Linked DNA regions of Mus musculus: all the other regions are linked to region 1. Evidence: chromatin contacts called from public Hi-C, HiCAR-type and promoter capture Hi-C data. All regions are on one chromosome and are shown on one strand. Each heading gives the region's core, a stretch centred on a gene start, on an enhancer-like site or on the middle of the called end of the contact. The rest is flanking DNA. Distances are from core to core; before and after follow the strand shown. Region 1 holds the start of Pofut2 (protein O-fucosyltransferase 2). Region 2 holds the start of 2610008E11Rik (RIKEN cDNA 2610008E11 gene). Region 3 holds the start of Cabin1 (calcineurin binding protein 1). Region 4 holds the start of Smarcb1 (SWI/SNF related, matrix associated, actin dependent regulator of chromatin, subfamily b, member 1). Region 5 holds the start of Zfp280b (zinc finger protein 280B). Region 6 holds the start of Cstb (cystatin B). Region 7 holds the start of Prmt2 (protein arginine N-methyltransferase 2).

Region 1 (2,924 bases), core at 273-2,772:
CAATGAACTGCTCATACTCTATAACGGGGATGTTTTTATTGAGACTCGGGAGGTCAAAAAACTCGGACCAGGGAATCCGGACCTGGTGGATGTCAGGGCTTTGCCAGTGGTAGAGGCGGCCCCACGGGGGCAGGACTAGCACCCACTCTTCAGTCTTCAACAGCGTCTTCAGCAAGGATGCCACCCGGATATAGACATCCCTGCGGAGATTGAAGCCTTCTGGGGGGTTGACATCATACAGGAGGTACCTGAGAAGGGAGCAAGACATAGGCCGTGTGTGAACTGTGGGGAATCTTCATGGGGCACCCACACCCGGCTTACAGAGAGGGCAGTGACTATACAATGACCAGCAGAGCTCATAAGTGCCAACAGCAGATTCACACTCTCTGACAAATCAGAATGTAAACGGAACCTCAGCGGCTGAGCCTGAGAATCGGTTTCACAGCCATTCCCACAGTGTCTCATCCAAAGACTCCTTGACTCCTTCACAGTCTGAACAAAATTAATGAGATGCCCAAAGGCCAGTTGTTTACTCAGGGGGGGCCAAACCTTTGACAATGAGGCATGACGCTGTCTGTCATCAATAATTCATCGCTATTCTGAGATGTATGTGGTCAATGGGCACAGGTTGGACAAATCTGGTTTATAAATTAAATCTACTGACAGTTCCTGTGTTGGAAGCTAAAGCTAGAAGTATTCATCCATTCACTGAAAAATAACAACAGTCTCGTTATATTAACAAAGATTATTTTAAATGAAAAATATGCATTTTCAAAATAAAAACAGTGAAAAGGATAGGATGATAATATTCTGATTAAGCCTCACTGTGATATTACAGGTCCGGTTGGCTGGCCGGTGGAAAAACTCCACAGTACACTAATGACATCTGAGAAAGTCAAAGTGACGAAGAATCTCCCTCCGTGAAAACGGTTCTAAAACTTTATTTAAGGCTTCGCCAAAGCAAGATTCCTTTCTACGGAATCGCGGGCAGGCTTCAGTCCCGTCATCACTGGGTTTGTCGGCACCAGACCCCTGGTTTACCCTCCCTCCAGTTTGGGGAAGAGCGGCCGCGGAAGAAGCGCCATCTCCACGACAGCCCACACGAACTTCTGTCTCGCTGGAACTTAAGATCGGCCTCGGGACAGCGTGCCTGAGGTGGCCAGAGCCGGGCTCCACCTACGCTCCCGGACCTTCTGGTAGCGATCTCTCGGGAGTAGACGGCCAGCTCAGCCCAAGGCCAGGGCGACCTTCGCCACGCAGCCTTCGCTCCTGCAGCCTGCGTGCGCAGCCCCGGTCCCGCTGCCCCCAGCCCGCTGCTGACCCTGTCCCAGATGCCTCGCTCCGCCCGGCCGGCGTGGACGCGCTTACCGTCTGCGGGATGCCGCCCCCGACAGGATGTCCGCCGCCGACTGGCCAGGCCAGAATTCTTCTCCTGAAGCCGAGACCGGCCGCCAGGATGCCGCTGCCAGCAGCAGGCAGACGACGCTGAGCGCCGCCATGGCCCCGGCGGCCACGCACTTCCGGCTGCCGCGCCCCGGTCCGGAAGTGCGCCTGTCCGCCCCACGGAGCGCGTCTCCAGTAGCTACGGCAACGCGGCCAGACCCACGGTGCGCACGCGCCTCTCTTCGTCTGAGTAGGAGTATGTGGGCGTGACCAGGGGTGGGTCCTGGGGAATGGGCGTGTCCTCAGCGCAGTCACGCCCTTCCCAAGCTCTCCTGGTTGTACTTTCAGCTGAGGGCGCTGCGGTGGCCTGGCTCGGTTGAGTCTTAGAGTCGTCGGCTTTGCGAGGTGCGCTATTTGTCCCGAGGGCAGAGAGAATTCGCTTGGTCTCATCCGGGACTTGCTGAGCATCACGACGCCAGGCATTCCTGTTGCCGGGTGTTGTACGGTCCCGGGATGTGGGCGGAGCTGGCCGCAGGTCTGGTCCTGCAGGACAGAGCCAGAGGACAGAGCACTGGCCTCCAGGAGTGGGGATGGATGCAGGACCTGAAGGTGCTCTCCGTTCCGTGTAGGGCTCTAGCGCTGGAGCAGCGAGCAGCTTAGGAGTCAGAGGACCAGGTGCCCCACGGAGCTCTGAGCTTTCCTGAAAATACTTGTGAGTGACTGTGGCTTTTTTTTTTTCTTTTTTAAAAGTTGCATCGCAGTGGAAGTGTCTAGAACCAAGTGTTTGTACAGACCCCATTGAAGTGGTGTTAACTGATGGAGTTAGTATTACATACAGATTCCGAAGCAGACAGCCACATACTCTGCACGCTACTACTGTATGCTGTAACAGTCGGATATCTGATAAAAACAAGAGAGTCACAGGTGGCCAGAAAGCATAGCATTAAAGAGATAGTTGAGCTTCATCAAAAAGTAAAACCTAGTCTTTGTCTTTTTTTTTTAAGATTTATTTTATGTATATGAGTACATTGTGGCTGTCCTCAGACACACCAGAAGAGGGCATCAGATCCCATTACAGATGGTTGTGAGACTCCATATGGTTGCTGGGAATTGAATTCAGGACCTCTGGAAGAGCAGTCATTGCTCTTAGCTACTGAGCCACGTCTCCAGCCCCAAAACCTAGTCTTTGAAAGGCAGGGGTAGGAAAAAGAAAAGACAGAGCCTGGGAGAAAGCACCCAGATTATAATAATTACCCTAACAGGGGCTGGAGAGATAGCTCAGCAGTTAAGAGCACTGACTATTCTTCCGGAGGTCCCAAGTTCAAATCCCAGCAACCACATGGTGGCTCAAAACCATCTGTAATGAGATCTGATGCCCTCTTCTGGGGGTGTCTGAAGACAGCTACAGTATACTTACATTTAATTAATAAATTTTTTTAATTACCCTAACAGAGGACTTGTGTCCAATCGTGGAGAGATCTTTAAAGTCCGGGAGTACCTTGGGAGCTGGAGAGAGGGCTCAGCGGTTAAGAGCACTGACT
Region 2 (2,924 bases), core at 197-2,696, 1.8 Mb before region 1:
AGTGAGTGGCAGTGGTTGAGTTGAGCAGATTAAAATAGTTGATTAATGGGCAAAAGTGAAAAGTCACAACTTATCACCAAACGTTTTCATACTTAATTTAAGAAACTACTTGCAACTAGCTGGGGAGAGATGGTGCTTGCACTCAGTGGTTTGGGAATAGCCTCACACAATATTCACCTGGAGAGTTCTAAACCGTGTGTGTGTGTGTGTGTGTGTGTGTGTGTGTGTGTGCGTGTGTGAGTGTGTGTGTGTGCGCGCGCATTCGTGCATGCATGAGTGTGTGTGTATGTGTGAGTGTGTGTGCGTTTGTGCATGCATGAGTGTGTGTGTGTGGGGGGGGGAGTCCTACTCCCCCTACTCTGATTTCATTGAAACTAAAGTTTGGAGTATTTAAAAAGTCCTAGGGGGTTATAATGTGTGGCCAACTTAGATGCATGTGCGTCAGGGTCTTGGCTGAGTTAGCTGTTCATGATATCCATGTGTGCTACATGGCTTTGCCCACCACCACCTCACATCTCACTTTCAGGTATCCAAAATTGCTATGCCCAGCTGAAATCAAGACATACTCCTTATACGGCAACATTTCTGCAAAGCAAATGCATTCTTATTGGTCGGCACATCTCTCTAATTGTCATTTGCTTTTCTCTAAGATTTTTCAGAACAGTTTGGAATTTGGTCAAATTAGCACTCAAAAACAAAAGGAATGGAAATAATTTGCATGCATGTGGCGGCTCACTATACGTGTTCAATTTTTTTCTTCTATAAAGAGAAATAAATTATGCCATCATTGTTATTATAGTGAATTTTACCTGTTTAGATTTTTTTTTTTAAAGCTGACACTTCTCAGAATACATATATGTGATTCTGAGGAGAAAAGGGGGAGAGAAAATAGAACAGGGAATGATGAGAGCAAAGTATAATATAACAACACCCTTCAGAAGAAGTCACAATGCATACCTAAATAATTAACCAATTTTTCAGTTCTGTCTACCATGTTGCTTGTATCGGACATTGCTGCCTTACATGAATGCTTTTTATTTTGAAGCTTAGAGTTGGGAAAACACAGTTTAAAACTGTCATGATGTGATTTCCATTTGTGAATAAGATATATATATATATATATATATATATATATATATATATATATATATTCAGCCGTAAGTCCATAAATCCTTTAGCTCTATATCCAGGGCAATTGTTCAGTACTGGGCTCTGTTCTCTCACGGGGTTGGGAGCAGCCCTGCCTGACAACATCTGTGAGCAAGAACTTGCTTTTTATTTATTTATTTATTTTTATTTTTGCTTGATTCACGCACGAATTGGTTCTGTCTACTGTCACTCGTAGCCAAGCCCGAAATGCTATCCAATCGGATGCACTAGACTGAGAATTGCCCAATCATACACAGAGAGCGAGCATGGAGGGCGGGCCTTCGCTGCTCCGCTGTGGCCTTTGTCTGTCCCCGGCCATCTTAGATCTGTAGCCTCATCCAGTTCCGAAGGATCGGAAATCACTGAGGCCCCTGTCTCCTGTGACAGTCGCGGTGGGGAGGCCCGCGCAGGACGCAGGATGTCGGCAGAGCCTGTCATGGTGAGTGCGAGCGTCCTGCAGCGGGGAAGCTGTCTCTGCACCCTCCGCCGCCCCCGACCCCCCGGCCCGGTGCGCCTGCGCCGTTGTCAGGTCCTTCAAGGCTGGGCTGGAGGGTGGAGGTTGCTGGAGTCCACAACTTGCCCGCGAGGACTTTGAGGGAGATGGGTTTCCTTCAAGAGAGGAGCCGGGTCCGTGGATTCTGCAGTCCCTTATATGTAAAGGAGAAGCAGCTCAGCTCGGAGGCCAGTAAGCAAAGGAGAGCGCCCCTTCGGGGACATCCCTCTACTTTGATCACAGTTGCCTAAGAATTTCATGAGGAGGCTAAAAGAAACAAAATCAATTTATGACAGTGTCATCTGGTTGATTTTTTCGGTAAAGGCTCCCAGCAACTTGATGTCACTTAGCATCAACATTCAGTGCTTAAGCAGATTTTAAGAGTTGAGTAAAATTTGAAAATTAAGGTAAATGGTGCATGAGTTGGCTTACTTATTTCTCTGGTCTGTAGAAAACACTGGTCTCACCTCAAAAGGATTAGAGAGAGTTTATTCTGGGACAGATATGAGTCACCCTGTTCAGTAGCATGTATTTAAGTTGCCCTAAATCACATGTTTCAACGTGGATGTAGTTAGGTGAGGTTTTAATAGTGAAAAACAAAATCAAGGCATTTATCAAAGACACTGTGGACACATCAGGGTAGATAGGTTACATGCAGAGGAAGCTCTTACAGATATGAGAGATTATCTGGGGACACTCTTAGCTTTTGGCTTGGTGGAAGCTAGTGGTCTGCTCTGTGGACACATTCCCAAGTTTTCAGCTGCTAGTTGGTGTCCGACCACATAGAGAAGATGAATACTAACTGGATATTAAGGGACCTGATGATCGCAAAGAGTTCTAACTACATTTGCAATGTTCCAGCTCCACAGAATCATGAAGTTTTGATCAGCCAGGAAACCTTATAAAGTCTTTAGAACTCACTTGGAATTATTTTTGAGGAAAGGAGAGACTTAAGTTTCTACTCCTTAAGAATTTTCTGACTTGTGAGGCAGAGACAGGTGGATTTCTGAGTTTGAGGTCTACAGAGTGAGTTCCAGGACAGCCAGGGCAATACAGAGAAACCCTGTCTTGAAAACAGAACAAAACAAAACAAAACAAACAAAAAAACCAAACCAAAACAAAACAAAACAAAAAGAATTTTCTGGCTGGGGAGATGGTTCTGATAGTAAAGGCACATGCCATCAACTGTGACAGTGTGAATTGCATCCCTGGAACTCATGTGGTGGATGGAAAGAACCTATCCCAACAAGTTGAGGAATAATGGCTGCAAACTAGTAAAAGT
Region 3 (2,924 bases), core at 208-2,707, 1.5 Mb after region 1:
GTGCCACCATGCCCAGCTTTAAATAAGTTTTCAAACTCTTACAATATGGGGGAAAAAAGCCGTAACATTCATTGTTAAAAATTTTATGTGAGCTGGGCAGTGTTGGCACACGCCTTTAATCCCAGCACTTGGGAGGCAGAGGCAGGTGGATTTCTGAGTTCGAGGCTAGCCTGGTCTACAGAGTTCCAGGATAGCCAGGGCTATACAGAGAAACCCTGTCTCAAAAAACCAAAAAAAAAAAAAAAAAAAAATTTTAATGTGTTCTTTCAGAGTTCCTGAGTTCAATTCCCAACATGGTGGCTTGCAACCATCTGTAATGGGATCCGATGCCCTCTTCTGGTGTGTCTGAATACAGATATTGTGTACTTACATTCATAAAGTAAACAAACCTTTTTTTAAAAAAAATTATGTGTATGAGTGTTTTGCTTGCATGTATGGCTGTGTACCACATTGTGCAGTTCCAGAAGAAGCCAGAAGAGGGCGTTGGAGATCGTCTTGAACTCTTGAACTGAAATTACAGCCGGTTGTGAGCTGTGCCAATGCTGGTCTTCAAACCAAGGTCCCCTGGAAGAGAAGCCAGTGCTCTGAACTGCCAAGACGGCTCTGCAGCCCCTTAGTGTTATTTAAATCATTCTTGTGGGATACTTTGCCACCAGGGATTCCAGCAGTGTGGAGCTCCTCCCTAAAGGGTTGCATCAACTCCCAAAATACTAACCTCTCCTTATCAGGTTTTTCTGCTCAAAAACCGGTAAACTTCTCTGACACGTTTCTTAAGCGGGTCTGCTCCCCCGCCCTTTGGTTTTTAAATCATTTGCGTTTCTAAGTCGTTCATGTATCTAATCCCTGCTCTTGGGAGACAGAGGCAGGCTTATCTTTGTGAGTCGGAGAGCCTGTAAATACGGAGTTCCAGACCAGGCAGAAGAGGCGAGGCCTGGGCACCATAACAAGTTCCAGCTCCCTATCTAGTTCTGCTTGCGTGTCGCTTGGGTTTCCAATCATTATCGTCAGAACACCTGCTCCGGGTCTTTGGCAGCAATGCGCTTGTTTTAGTGAATGGGGGGGGGGGGGGTTCTAGTTTGTAAACTCGCGTTCATAAAGCGTGCGTGCAAGTGGTAGTATGTGATGGCCAGTAACCTTAGCAAGCCGGAGTCCGAAGCCGGAGGATAGCCACGAGTTCGAAGCTAGTTTGGGCTGCACTAGTGAGACACTGCTTAAAACAAACCAGACCAAAATAAAACACAATAGCAACAACAAAACCAAAGCAAAATAAAACAAAACTGTTAAGTCCTGCAGGTAGCGGAGCGCAGCAGCAGCAGGCAGCAGCGTTCCCACGCGCGCGAGTCAAAGACACAGCGCACAGCGAACCCGTGGGTCCGCCCAAACAGCCTACTCCGATTGGCTGATAAGGCTGACACTTCAGCCAATGAGAGCGTTCCTTGTTGGTTTGTCGCGCGCAGGAGTCTGGGAGCTCCGGCCGTTGCCCTGGAGACGCCGGTCGAGTTCCGGGGAGCAAGGGCTGTGTGTGTCTGCTAAGTGTGCGCACGGCTCCCGTGAGCGCGAGGAGGTGGAACCACGCGAGAAGACCCGCTCTTCCCCTTCCTCCCGGGCGCGGTGGGCCGAAGCCAGGCTCGAGACCCGAAGGCACGGGCGCGGGTCTTCTGCCCACGCTGGCTTCTTCTCGCTTCCCGCAGCCTCGCCCGGTGGCGCCTAGGGTGGGTCACAGTGACCGCAGCTCGAAGCCATCCCTTTCGGTGCGTCCTTTCGTTCACCTTCACCGCAGCCCAGCGAGGTGAGTGTGATGTGAGTACCATTTCCAGGGGTGGAAACTGAGGCCGAGGGAAGGTTTTAAACGACTTTAAAGTTCCGGTGCGGCTTACCCCGACTGCAGCCATTCTGCTCAACACCCTCCATGGAGGAGGCAGGTAGAACGACTTCACCTGGCGCTGTCAGGTTTCTGCACTTGTGGACTTTGCCGCTTAACTCTTCAAGACGTGACTTCTTATAGGTCATCAGTGTGGCCTATTGAACCTCATCTGGGTAAAGTTCCTTCTATGTGATTGATTAATTTGCTTAGGAATAAAATTTAGAATGATCTCCTTCAGGGGTTGGCACACTCTTGTAGATAGATTTATATTTTATGTTGTAAATTTAATTTAAAAAAAAACAATACTTTTAATGGTAAGTGTTTTAGATTTGGGGTGGCTGTTCAATTGTTTCATTAATAAAGTCAAAGACAATATATGAGACAGTGTGTCACTATAATTTTATTTATAGATACTGAAAGCTGAATGGAAATAATTTTTATGTAATTGTCATGAATCAAGAGGTTGGTTGGTTGGCTGGTTGTTTTCCTCATTAGAAATGTAAAAAAGAAAAAAAAATCCTCCTTTCGGGCTGTATAATAGCAGTGGATGGTGAACCTACAGGCCATGTCTAGACCAGCATGTCACATCATAGAGGAAACAGGCATAGAGAGGGGCATTTATGTTAAGTCAGTCTCTCACACACAGTTCTACCATAACCTCAAGACTGCCAGAAGTCAGGTGTCATAGTTAGGGTTTTACTGCTGTGAACAGACACCATGACCAAGGCAAGTTTTATAAAGGACAACATTTAATTGCGGCTGGCTTACAGGTTCAGAGGTTCAGTCCATTATCATCAAGTCGAGAACATGGCAGCATCCAGGCAGGCATGGTGCAGGAGGAGCTGAGAGCTCTACATCTTCATCTGAAGGCTGCTAACAGAAGACTGACTTCCAGGAAGCTAGGACTAGGGTATAAAATCCCACTCCCACAGTGACACACCTCTAACAAGGCCACACATCCAAATAGTGCCACTCCCTGGGCCAAGCATATGCAAACCATCACACTGTGTGTAATGGTGTGTGTGCCTTTAATCCCAAGCACTGTGGAGGCCGAGACAGG
Region 4 (2,924 bases), core at 262-2,761, 1.3 Mb after region 1:
TATTTAGAGTCTCTCCTGTCCCATTCCTGAACAAATAGAGGTATACCCACAGTGGCTTTCTAACTGACTGGCTGTCTCAGCAAAAGCAGTATCATTTTATCAGATCATGCCTAACTACTGGGGGTGGGAGCTGAGGGAGGCATGGTCTCATTATACATCCCTGACTGTCCTGGGACCCACAGAGGTCTGCCTGCCTATGACTCTGGAGTTCTGGGATTAAAAGTGTGAGCCACCCCTGGCCCTTAACCCTCTGGTTCCCATGGCTGTGAGATCAGTGGGCAAACTCCTGGTTACCACAGCCTTTCCTAGTTCTTTAACATCTCCTTCATCATGACCCCAGTCACAATTGCAGTCTCATTAGACTGACCCTTATGAAGCTGGCCACTGTTTGTCCTGCTGCTTTCAGAGAAGTGTTTGTATTTTGCACATCCCACCATGCCCCCACCTCCCCTACACTAGGTTGTTAGTCCCTTTGCTCCCATACACAATGTCACTTTTACTTTAATGTTCTGTGGAATACATATTTTATGTATCTAAGGAAAATCTAGAAAGCACAAATGAGAGAAAACGTATTTGTCTTTCTGAGACTGGCCTGATTTGTTTAATATGATATCTTAGTTGCATCCATTTTCCTGAAAACAATGTAATTTCACTTTTGTGGCTGAAAAACAAAAAACACATGTACACACATTTCACACTCTTTTTTGTTTTCTGGGACAGAGTTGCTCAACATATCCCTGACTGTCTTGGAACTGAAGCTAAAAGCTTGCACCACCACACCCAGCCTAGACTACATTTTCTTCATCCATTCCTCTATTGTTGAATAGCTACCTAGGCTAGGCTATAACTTAAGCTCCTGTAATAGTGCTACAATAAACATTAAACATTTTGGAGTCACGGCTCTGTTCAACAGGGGGTGGACTGCTTGGACACGTTCCAGAAGCACTGTCTTCTCTCGGGGCTGTTATGCCCCAAGGCGGGCAGAGGCACAGACCAGGGCTGGGCTTGTGGGCACCAAGCTTGCAGAGGTAAGGAAGGAATGCAAGTGCCTCCTCCCGTTCATCTGGCACATCACCTAGATCTTTGAATAGTACCAACCTCCATCCAGTATTGTCATTCTTCCCATCCCTACTGCCTCGGGAACTGCTGTTGGCCTGGAGTGGATAGCTAGCTATTCCTAACGCACTTTCGGGTGGAAAACCTGAGGCGCTAGCGTGGGGTCGCCATGCCCACCCAGCTTCCCTCGGGCTTCCAGATAGAGCGGTCCTTCTCCTCGCTTAACGTCTCATTTTTTTCCTTCATCCCGGGGCGGAGTGCCAGCTCTGGCTATGCGACTAGGAAAGCTACCGCCTGAGTCAGGGCCTCAGTGGCTATTTCGGTCGCTGAGAGGTTTTCCTCCTTACCCGCCCAGGGAGGAAGCCTAGGAAGCAAAAAAGAACTCGGGTCCCTTTAAGGGCTTGCGGGAACGCGCTCGGCCTTGAGTCGCGCAGGCTGCGGCGCGCACGTTAGCGTCAGCTTCTCCACGCATGCGCACCGAGGGCGGCCTGCTCGTTGCAGAGACGGCCAAGGAGCCCAGTAGTGACACGAGCGCTCGCCCGGTTCGCCCGGCTTGCCCTGCCCGACCTTCACCTCCAGGCCTCCGTTCCTTTCGGTCCGACGCGCCTCGGCCCCGCCCTAGCCCACCGGATTCTTTCCAGCTCGACCCCGGCTGCCGGTTTCCCCCGCCGCCATGATGATGATGGCGTTGAGCAAGACCTTCGGGCAGAAGCCCGTCAAGTTTCAGCTGGAGGACGACGGGGAGTTCTACATGATCGGCTCCGAGGTAGCCCGCGGCGCGTTCTCGGCTTCCCGGGCAGCGGCTGGCCGGCTCGAGTCCCGGGGCGGGCTAGTGCTCCCCGAGAGCGCGCCTCCATTCATCGCGGAGGCGGGCGCGTGCTCGCAGCTGGGGCGTGGCCTGGTGGGCGTGGCCGGTCCCGCCTGGACCGTCCTGGGTTTTCTTTACCCACTTAACGTTGTTCAGACCCTAAGCATCTGTCCTAGCTTAGAGCGTCGAGCCGGTACACTCTAGGCAGATGGGGAAAGGATGTTCGGGAAGCCCCTGGGCGCTTGGAAGTGGAGGTGCAACACTGCCCTTGAACCCTTTGGCAGCTCTCGTGCACCCCACTGCCCCGGTCTCGAAATCTCTACTTGTAAGCCCGAAGCTTAGGAAAGCCTCTTCCCCTTTGTGTTGTTGCTTGCGAGGTGGACTGCAGAGAGCTTTTATGATGTTTAGAAAGTGATTGGACATGTTTGCTTTTGAGTGGATTGAGGCCCTGAGGTCGGAAGCACTAACGTTTTGGAGATCAGTGAACTAATTTTGAGTTTTTATAGGGGATAAATCTGAAGGGTCGCTAACCCAGAACCCAGAGCTAGAAGAGACAGCTTCTGTGCAGTCAGGTGGACAGGGTTCCTTAGGATCGCACCTGTGCGCCAGCCACTACCCTTTTCACAGGGGTCGCATATCAAAGATCCTGCATATTAGGTATTTACATTATGATTCGTAACTGTAGCAAAAATTAGAGTTATGAAGTAGCAACGAAAAAAGTTTATGGTGGAGGGGGTCATTACAACATGAGAAACTGTATTAAAGGGTCACAGCATTAGGAAGGTTGAGAACCACAACCTTAGAAAATCCCTTCAATTAACCCTAGAGACCAGCCAAATCTTTGTGTTTTTTTGTTTTTTTTGTTTTTCTTTTCTTTTTCTTCTTCGAGACAGTTTCTCTGTGTAGCCCTGGCTGTCCTGGAACTCACTCTGTAGACCAGGCTGGCAGAAATGTGCCTGCCTCTGCCTCCTGAGTGCTGGGATTAAAGGCGTGTGCCACCACTGCTCAGCTGAAATTTCTTTCTTTCTACCTTTTTTTTTTTTTTTTTTTTTTTTGGTGC
Region 5 (2,924 bases), core at 121-2,620, 1.2 Mb after region 1:
TCTCGAAAAACAAAAACAAAAACAAAACAAAAAAGTTCCAAAATTCTACTTGTCCTGAACTTATCTTACCATTGTGATTTCCGCAGGAAATTCCAAAACACTAATTTTTGTTCCTTTGTCTGTTTTCAAGACAGGGTAGCTTTGGCTGTCCTGTTACTACCGCTGTAGACCAGGTTGCCCTCAAACTCATAGAGATTCGCCTGCCTCTGCCTTCTGCTATCACCCATGGTAATGATTTTTTTTTTTTTTTTTATCAAATCACAGCAGCAAACAGAAGTCAGAAAATGAGGTAGACCTTTTCTCTTACCGCAGATATACGCTGTAACTTTTAATAGCTTCAGAGAGTCCAAGAGCTGCAAGTCACATACTTGGGGTAAATCAGACAGACAGAGAACCTCTTAAGATTTAGTTACATTTTACGTGTTAAAAGATTTTACTCCATTTCACTACCTACCAGTTATTTCATGCTTATTTTCCGTTTTGTTAGCTCTGATACGAAAGAAACAGCCGTCTGTCTCCTCTTAACCAAGTACTGGGTGCGAGGTCATCACAACCGGTTTGTGTAGTACTAGGCAAGCAAGCACTCCACCAACTAAGCTACTCCCTCAACCCTGTCGTCTGTGTGGTTATTATAAGCACCTTATACGCTACCTTCCAACACCATAGCCCAGTAAACAAAACAACACAACCCACCGAGCACTGCTCAAAGCAAAACTAGCTAGCTAGGAGCCCCGAGAGCTGCACTGGGGCTCAAAGGGGGCACAAAGCCAACAAAATAAACAAGATATTGCTGTATGGGAAGGGGAGGGGCGCAGAAAAATGGCTTTTTAAAGCCTCCAAGGGCCTGCAGATCTCCAAACTGGGAGTGGGACTTAATCTACAAACCCGGATTTCGTCTGTACCTACTTTTTTGAATGGGTCTCAACGAAGTGGTCCTCCCTCCTCCTTCCCTAGTGGCAGAGCTTCGAGGCAGGCGTCGGAGAGCCCAGTAGCGAGGTCTGCAGCCTCCAGGACTTTAGGTGAGGGGCCCTCGGCGATGGGAATGGCATTTAAGGGGTGCAGGCCCAGCCCCAGGACTGGGGGGTTCGTGGGAGAGGGAGGCTGCCAGGAAGGGGTCTCTGGGCTCCCGGCCTAGCCACGCTCGCTTCCCCGGGACTCGCAGAAGGCCCTCACCCGGCGTCCCCTCCCGGTCGCTCCCGCAGAGGTCACCAGCACCACGCCCCTGTCCTTACCTCCCGGCAGGCGTACCTGAGCCTCCCCCGGACGCCCCGGCCCGCGAGGCGCTGCGCGGGAAGCCCCGCACCACGACCTCCAGGGCCCCGCCGCTCCAACACCAAAGCCCCGGCCGGCGCGCACTAGCCCACGGCGACCTGTGATTGGCTGCCAAGGGTGGACGCGAGGTCAGCCGCGCGGCGTAGCGCCGATCTGATTGGTTCCTCAAGGCCCCTGGGCGCGTTCTCTCACTCGGGCGCCCCTAGTGACTGCCGCGGGCGGAGGGACTGAGCTGGGACGATCAGGCAGTGGTGATGCCCACCCCTGAAATCTTGGACCTGCGAGATTTGGGAACCCAAAGCCAGGCCTTTCGTCCATTCCAGCATTCCCTCGGGGGTGGGGATAGGGTGGGGTGGGAGCGGGGGCTGAGGCAGGAGGATTGCTAGTTAAACGTGGCTGCTTAGGGAGAGGAGGTAGGAGTGGGGGTGGGAAGGGTGGGAGGGGCATAGATAAGAGAGAAAGAAGGAAAAAAAAAATGGAGCTTCAGCTAGCCTGGGCCCAGGGCCAGAGATGGTTCCCAGTCCTTTAGGAAACTGTTTGCCCACCTGTATTACAGCTATGACAGCTCCTCTCAAGTGTGTAGCTTTTGCATAAGCACACAAGCTTGCCCCTTGCACTTAGAAAACGACCTAGCTACTGAATTTGAAACAACCTTAAAGCTGCCTCTGGGACAAATCCAAATCAGCCGGCTGTTTTTATCAGGAAGGAAACTCAGAACAGATGTCCCAGGTTCGGTTTGTTTGTTTTGTGTTTGTTGTTTGAAAAACATCAGAAAGCGGGGCAGCTGTGGTGGTGCACCCACTTGGGAGGCAGAGGCAGGCGGATTTCTGAGTTCAAGGTCAGCCTGGTCTACAGAGTGAGTTCCAGGGCAGCCAGGGATATACTGTAAGACCCTGTCTCAAAGAAACCTAAAAATAAAAAAAAAAATTAAAAAATAAAAACCATCAAAAGATGAATGCCTTTTTGGAGCATGCGCAAATTACATGAAATTCGAATTTCAGTTTTCAGTTTTGAAACACAACATGCTCATTCTTTTTTTTTCTTTTTCTTTTCTTTTCTTTTCTTTTCTTTTTTTTTCTTTTTTTTTTTTTTTTTTTTTTTTTTTGGGTCTTTCGAGACAGGGTTTCTCTCTGTATAGCGCTGGCTGTCCTGGAACTCAGAAATCCGCTTGCCTCTGCCTCCCAAGTGCTGGGATTAAAGGCATGCACCACCACGCCCGGCTCATTCTTTTCCTTCTTGCCTGTGCTTGTTTTTTGTTTGTTTGTTTGTTTGTTTTTGTTTTTTGGGGTTTTTTTTGTTTGTTTTTTTGGTTTTTTTTGGTTTTTTTTTTTTGGTTTTTCGAGACAGGGTTTCTCTGTATAGCTCTGGCTGTCCTGGAACTCACTTTGTCGACCAGGCTGGCCTCCAACTCAGAAATCTGCCTGCCTCTGCCTCCCGAGTGCTGGAATTAAAGGTGTGCGCTACCACGCCCGGCTCTGTGCTTGTTTTCTTACTACACCAGAAAATTGTATTAATTACCAGAGACTGTCTGACTATATGACCCTTTGAAGGTTTGGGGCCATCGATGCATCGCTAGGTAAAAGCATAGATCTATCTCTAGATCCCACAGTGGAAAACCAGCTCTTGAAAATTGTCTGCCAGGTGTGGTGGCG
Region 6 (2,924 bases), core at 248-2,747, 1.2 Mb before region 1:
GAACCCTAACACCCCAAATTCATCCTCTCAGAACATGTACATGTCCCCTTAAGGGGTTCTCTGCAGGAAGTTGCAGGACACTCTGCTCTACTCTGAGACTATGTCCCCAGTTCATGCCAAGCTACTATCAGTACCCACCTTGATGAAGAGGTTGGTGCCAGCCACTATCTGTCTCTTGAAGGATATGGCTTTAAAGACATCAAACTTCTGATTTTCTTTCGATTCAAGCTGGGACTTCACCTGGATGGTGGGTGAGAAGGAAGGACTTAGATTCATGCACAGGTGCCCCCACACACACACACTGCCAGCCTTCAATACTCCTCATTCCGGGGGACATGGTAAACTGTTGGCCCCACTGATAAAGAACAACACAGCTCCTTTTTTTTGGGGGGGGGGGGGACAGGGTCTCACTATGTAGCTATGGCTGGCATGGAACTAAGCAAACTGGGCTGGCTTCAAATTCAGAGAGACTCGCCTGTCTCTGCCTCCTGAGTGCTGATGTGGCACGTGGCCAAGGTTCCCTTGCCTGGCCAGTGTGTCTGTAACATTTCCTCATTTCTAGGGTCTCATGGAGCTGACTCACTCCTTCTTGGCCACTTCAGTCAGAGCAAACACCTCCCAAGATCAGCTAGGCTTAGTGGACAGGGTCCTGGGCTTGGGGCGTGGCAGGAGAGCTGAAGAGAGGATTTGTTTAACTTTTCTTCTCTTGCTAATACCCTGAACCTCCCCCTACCTTGTACTGAATCTCTGCTCTGCTAACAGTCACAGGAAGGGCAGCCCAGGCCCAAGGTCCACCCCCTCGTTTCAGACTAGGCACAAGCAAGTTCTACAACTTCTGGTTTTGATCCTTTTTTTTTTCCCTGAGGGGCGGTGTTGGTGATGGTGGTGGTGGTATCAGTTGAATTCCTGCCACTGAGCTAAACAGTCCTAGCTCTTTCTTTTGAGGAGACAAGCACAGTAGCCCAGTCTGGCTTTCTCTTGTTTAGGCCTGGGTGTAAGTCAAAAAGGTGCCGTCTAGGTTCTAACAGCTGCCTTCCTGAATTCTCTGGGACCACCGGATCCCTCCACCGATCCCGGGGCTAGTTCCCTAATAGGTGAGTGGCCCTCTTGTATGCAAGCGGCAGAAGACTCGCCCCAGTTCCCGGCCCTGAATCTTCCAACCAGATCCAGAGCCCCCAGCTCCCAGTCACACTTGTGGCCGCCCCGGAAACCCGCTGCAGGACCTGACCAGTCTGGGCAGGCCGGTCCCTGAGGCCGCCGGGTCTCCGCAGGCCTGGCTCAGACTGGCCTGACCTGGGCCCAGCCTCACCTGGTCGGCGACCTCCTGCGTCTCGGCCGTGGCTGGCATTGTGGCAGATGGCGCGCCACACATCATCTTGGCAGCAGTAGTCGGGGTAGCACGGAGAAGCTGAAGACAGATCCAACTAGGAGACCTGGGTGCCTGGACCCTAGAAAAACCTGGCTTGGCTCCGCCCCCCCGGACCCGTAGCACGTGACAGAGCGACGGGGCGGGGCGCCGCACCCTCTCGCTCGCTCTCTTTACTGTCACCACCCTCCGTTCCAGGCAGAGTCAGGAGACCCAGGCTGGGCGTGGGCGGAGGGTGAGGCATGGTGGGTGCTTCACGTCCTTTCCCTGAACGGACGCTAAGAAGGGTTTGGAGGCTGGGAGTCCTGATTGCCCCTCAATGGTCGTGAAGTGATTGTAGGAGTATCTCTGACCCGGCTTAGGGGCTTCCGGGTCCTCACAGGATGCAGAGATGTGAGAAGGGGTCCTAGTCTTTCCATGGAGTAGGTGGACACGAAGTACAGCCCTGGACATCTCAATTTCCCCTTGTCCTGTGACTATTAAGTGGGGGTCTTGATGGGTCCCTATCCCTCCTTCCATAGAGTGGATACAGAAATAGATGATTGAGGACCTAGAAGTCTCAGATCCCTGTTCCTTGACCCCTGGCCCCATCCTTTCCTCCCCTCCCCAACGTGGACTTAGTTTTTGGGTCCGGATAACCCCATGAAATAAGAGCTTATCTGGGAATTCCATTCTTTTTGAATGACATGGCCTTGTCAGGCGGTAGGCGGGGCTTGGGGATCCCAGCCCCAGCCCCACAGAGCTGGGTAGGTGGTCTATTCTGGGTGAGACTCTATTCTCACACACCCAACACAGGCTGGGAACCATGAGGACCCCGGATATGCCCTCTGTCAGTGCTCTTACTTGAGTGACCTTCAAACCCGAGTTTCCGTTTGCAAAACTGTCACAGTTGGATAGCAGGACATGATGGTATACACCTGCAATCCTGGCACTTGAGAGGCTAAGCTAACCTGACTATGCAGTGAGACCTTGGCTTAAAAAAAATAATTTGGGGGTGCAGAGGTAGCTCATGGTAAGGGGCTTGCCACGGAAGTGCGACAGCCTGAATTTGATATTTGGAACCCAGTCAAAGAGCCAAGTGAGGGGCTGGAGAGATGGCTCAGCAGTTAAGAAAACTGGCTGCTCTTCCAGAGGACCTGAGTTCAATTCTCAGCTCCCACATACTAGCTCACAACTCCAGTTCCATGGGATCCTATTTCTCCACCCCCTGGCCTCAATGGGCACTAGGGATGCAAGTGGTGCCCAGACATACATGGAGACTTGTGGTGGTGGCAGTCAACCCAAACTAAAACAGAAGTTAGTACCAGACACTGGAGTATTGCTGGGATTAGGCCTGGCCATGCTTTTGTTTGGAGGAATGTGGATTTTGGGTTAGAAAAGCAATTGATCACTTAATAGTTCATAGGGCCATAGTAGTAGGAATATGGAAGACAGTGGTGATGAAGGTGATGTGAGCTTTGGGGGTCTGGTTCAAGAGGTTTCAGAGGACAAAACTATTTGTATGTGGCCTACAGACTGTTCTCGAGCTTTGGCTAAGAACGTGGTTGCTTTTTTGCTC
Region 7 (2,924 bases), core at 285-2,784, 1.0 Mb after region 1:
TGGCTATCCTGGAACTCAACCTGTAGACCAAGCTGGTCTTGAACTCTGAGATCCGTCTGCCTCGGCCTCCCAAGTGCAGTGAGTCCCCTGGAGCTGGAAGTTACAGGTGGTTTGTGAGCAACCTAACATAGGTGCTGGGAACCAAACTTGGGTCTTCTACAAAAACAGTAACTGCTCTTAACTGCTAAGCCACCTCCAGCCCTTACAAAGCCACATTCTTTATTCAGCCACCACAGGTACCCTTTCCTATGTTAGGTTAGCAAGGGTGGATCCTAGTGCCTGGAGCCTGAGCTTCGTGGCACCAGCAGGCTTTCAAGAATAGGTCTCAGGCCTGCCACACTGGGGGCTCTGAGGACAGTTTTTTCTGCCTTGGAAGATTGTGGGAAACTCTTTTCAACCTGTGGCATCCTGGCTCAGAGCTTCAGCCCTCTTCATCTGGTGGAAATGGAAAACTGGGCAGATTTAAAAAAAGGACCAGGTCCTCACACAGACAGACCCATCCCTTGGCTGCAGTTCATTGTGCGACTCCACTGAACCGATGGACTGAAGGCACAACAGGTGTGGTTTGCACAAGCCTTGCAAGCCCTGAGATGCCTCACAGCAGGTTTGGAATGATTGATTATGTTATGAGCTGTGGTGTTTCTACTGCACGAACCGAAGCATGATGGTTTAATTATAGAAAACAAAGAATTTTAATATTTCCCTATCATTCCTCAGCATGTATTAGAGTGTCTAGATTATATTGGACAAACGCATCCACCTAATTAGTATGCAAATCTGCTTTTGTCTCTAGTCAGTGGTAAAATTGTGTGTATGCCGAGTTTTACAATAAATTCTTTTCTGATTCACTTATCAGTAAATGTTTGATTCGTATGCCTATTTTAGATACCTAGAGTCGCTGAAAAACTTTCTGAGTAGGATGGGATTGCTAGTGGAGAAAGCTTAAGAAACCTTGCTTAGGGTCACCTGATGTCAGTGTCATTGCTCCTCCGCCCCCAACCCCTTCAGCACAGGATCTTCAGGACTTGGGGTCTCTGGTGTGTTTCGTGTCTCAGTAGCTATGTTGGTTCCACGATCAAAACTTAGTCCAAGATACTGTAGGGGGGTCCCATTCTGCAGAAGCTGATTCAGATCAAAACTAGGTTATTAAGCATTCGGAGAAGGGCATCAAACACACCGGCAGTCCCAGGTACACTCAGGACAGCGCTAGTACGCACTCCTGCTTCAGCCTGCCAATTGTTGCCTCGGTTCGAATCCGCTGGGGGCGCGGTCTACACCACCTGTGGCCTCCAACCCGGAGTCCAGTCTTCCCACAGATCTCCCGGTAAGTCGATCCTTACACTTTCTCACCTGCGTCTTGCAGCCTTAAGGCCCAATGCGACCGGCCGGAAGCAGGGACAGAAAATGCGCTTGCGCTGAGTGACAAGCTCTTAGAGAAAACCCCTGTCTCAAGACTATCTACAGCTACCAGCACCGAGTTTATACACACTGCGCTTGCGCAGGACACCCAGGCCTGGGCGGGGCGTGCTCTTCGGCCAGCTGGAGTGCTCCGCGCTTGCGCAGGTCCAGGGCGGCGGCTCAGGCTTCGGGTGGGCATCGTCTGTTCCTTTCTGGTATAGCCTAGAATTCAGCGGAGAAACGCGGCTGAGGTAGGTTTCTTAATGGACAGCTTAGACATCTGGATCGCAAGTGAGGCAGGGCAAGCTAGGCAAAAGGTCTTCCCTGTGCATGTCTCCAGCGCACTGAGGCCTCCGCCCCCTCTGGAGGCTTTAGAGTGCCCTCTCGAAGGTTCTATTCCAGCTACCCCCTCCCCTTTTCTCAGCACCGTCCGCCCTCTTCGCTCTCCTTTCGCTGCACCTCTCAATTCCCCCTGCGCACCTCCGCTGGCTCTTAGAGCCACGCCCTTCCAGGACCACGCCCACCTGCCTTCTGTATCCCGAGCCACATCCCCCATGCCTCTATATTCTTGGCCTCTATGGCCTCATCTGCTTGGCCTGGAGAACCCTCCAATTCATTGTCTTTCTTCCTCCGGGCACCCTCCCAGGCTTTTCACTGAAAATATAATTGTAAATAATTTGTGATTCTAATTATTACGAAGTAAGTATGAAGTCCAGATCTGGACGCACAACAGGCGTTTAAACAAAGAATCGATGTAATCTCAGAGCCAGTTAGGGTTACATTGCCCCTGGGGGTAAAAAAATAGAATTAAAGAACAGGAGGGTGTCGGGCATGGGGATTTCAGTTCTGCCTGTGGGTTAGGTCAAGTACTGGGCAAGGTGTTTTAATTTGAGTTTAAGCTATTAAGTGTTCCTAAAAAAAATGATACTGATTTATTCTAAGTAAAAAGAGGCTTCATAAATATCTCTTAAAAAAGGAGACTTCAGAGGAATAAATCTAGCATATTAAAGGAAGCACACAGCATTTGGATTTTTTAATTTAAAAAGCCCTCTAATGAATTGTGATGATAAAACGCCAATCCTGTTCCATTCTTAACACATACAGTAAACTGTAGCCGTGAAATGAGATTACTGACCAGGCAGTGTAACACTTTGTGCTTCTCTCTCTTCTTTCAAGTAGGCATGGGAGAGAAACTGAAGTAAAGCCCCAGTTATGAGACATGATCATATTGAACTATGGAGGCACCAGGAGAAGGTCCCTGCAGCGAGTCACAGGTCATCCCGGTTCTGGTACGTAAGAGCCACGTGTAATGATCATACAGAGGAACAGTACCAGCTTACAGGGGTGATGTCACTCTCCTTGTCTCTCAAGGTCCTGGCTCACAGGAGGATGCTTGAATTTAGAGAACGTTGAGGCAGGGGGATGGGTCTGGTCATTAGGTCCCATGCTGTGTATTGTCATGAACACTTCAGGGGACACTTCAGCATGCTTCAGATTCTTGTACTTGTTCTTAGATGGCCGTAGCA

Evidence for each region. Promoter capture Hi-C pulls out the DNA fragments that hold promoters and counts their contacts. Hi-C and Micro-C count contacts between places; a contact is called where the count stands out from the background. HiCAR-type assays count read pairs that join an accessible place to other places. Capture Hi-C pulls out chosen DNA fragments and counts their contacts.
Region 2: a contact with region 1 is called in a promoter capture Hi-C map of pre-B cells, with 6 times the contacts expected there. The contact joins the promoter of 2610008E11Rik here to the promoter of Pofut2 in region 1. A contact is called at or near these places in 1 of 39 promoter capture datasets (pre-B cells) and 1 of 484 Hi-C or Micro-C datasets (CD4 T cells).
Region 3: a contact with region 1 is called in a HiCAR-type map of fibro-adipogenic progenitors, with 5 times the contacts expected there. The contact joins the promoter of Cabin1 here to the promoter of Pofut2 in region 1. A contact is called at or near these places in 1 of 39 promoter capture datasets (liver) and 1 of 115 datasets of contacts at active chromatin or transcription factors (fibro-adipogenic progenitors).
Region 4: a contact with region 1 is called in a promoter capture Hi-C map of pancreatic islet, with 4 times the contacts expected there. The contact joins the promoter of Smarcb1 here to the promoter of Pofut2 in region 1. A contact is called at or near these places in 2 of 39 promoter capture datasets (both in liver) and 1 of 9 other capture datasets (pancreatic islet).
Region 5: a Hi-C map of CD4 T cells shows a contact between it and region 1, with 4 times the contacts expected there. The contact joins the promoter of Zfp280b here to the promoter of Pofut2 in region 1. A contact is called at or near these places in 1 of 39 promoter capture datasets (liver) and 1 of 484 Hi-C or Micro-C datasets (CD4 T cells).
Region 6: a promoter capture Hi-C map of liver shows a contact between it and region 1, with 4 times the contacts expected there. The contact joins the promoter of Cstb here to the promoter of Pofut2 in region 1. A contact is called at or near these places in 2 of 9 other capture datasets (adipose tissue and liver).
Region 7: a Hi-C map of CD8 T cells shows a contact between it and region 1, with 6 times the contacts expected there. The contact joins the promoter of Prmt2 here to the promoter of Pofut2 in region 1. A contact is called at or near these places in 2 of 39 promoter capture datasets (liver and pre-B cells), 2 of 484 Hi-C or Micro-C datasets (CD4 T cells and CD8 T cells) and 1 of 9 other capture datasets (liver).

Annotation. Positions count from the first base shown.
Region 1 is chr10:77,257,898-77,260,821 of GRCm38.p6, reverse strand. It overlaps Pofut2 (protein O-fucosyltransferase 2), which reads right to left and starts at 1,522. Exons shown (of 9, transcript NM_030262.3): 1 at 1,369-1,522; 2 at 1-248. The coding sequence starts at 1,499. Gm10941 (predicted gene 10941) reads left to right here and starts at 1,599. Exons shown (of 2, transcript NR_026944.1): 1 at 1,599-2,095; 2 at 2,836-2,924.
Region 2 is chr10:79,096,122-79,099,045 of GRCm38.p6, reverse strand. It overlaps 2610008E11Rik (RIKEN cDNA 2610008E11 gene), which reads left to right and starts at 1,446. Exons shown (of 6, transcript NM_001004362.2): 1 at 1,446-1,588. The coding sequence starts at 1,568.
Region 3 is chr10:75,762,890-75,765,813 of GRCm38.p6, reverse strand. Cabin1 (calcineurin binding protein 1) reads left to right here and starts at 1,457. Exons shown (of 37, transcript NM_172549.3): 1 at 1,457-1,789.
Region 4 is chr10:75,920,201-75,923,124 of GRCm38.p6, reverse strand. Smarcb1 (SWI/SNF related, matrix associated, actin dependent regulator of chromatin, subfamily b, member 1) reads left to right here and starts at 1,511. Exons shown (of 9, transcript NM_011418.2): 1 at 1,511-1,822. The coding sequence starts at 1,730.
Region 5 is chr10:76,031,058-76,033,981 of GRCm38.p6, reverse strand. It overlaps Zfp280b (zinc finger protein 280B), which reads right to left and starts at 1,370. Exons shown (of 2, transcript NM_177475.3): 1 at 1,233-1,370.
Region 6 is chr10:78,424,243-78,427,166 of GRCm38.p6, reverse strand. Cstb (cystatin B) reads right to left here and starts at 1,497. Exons shown (of 3, transcript NM_007793.3): 1 at 1,310-1,497; 2 at 139-240. The coding sequence starts at 1,375.
Region 7 is chr10:76,236,475-76,239,398 of GRCm38.p6, reverse strand. Prmt2 (protein arginine N-methyltransferase 2) reads left to right here and starts at 1,534. Exons shown (of 11, transcript NM_133182.3): 1 at 1,534-1,649; 2 at 2,578-2,687. The coding sequence starts at 2,634.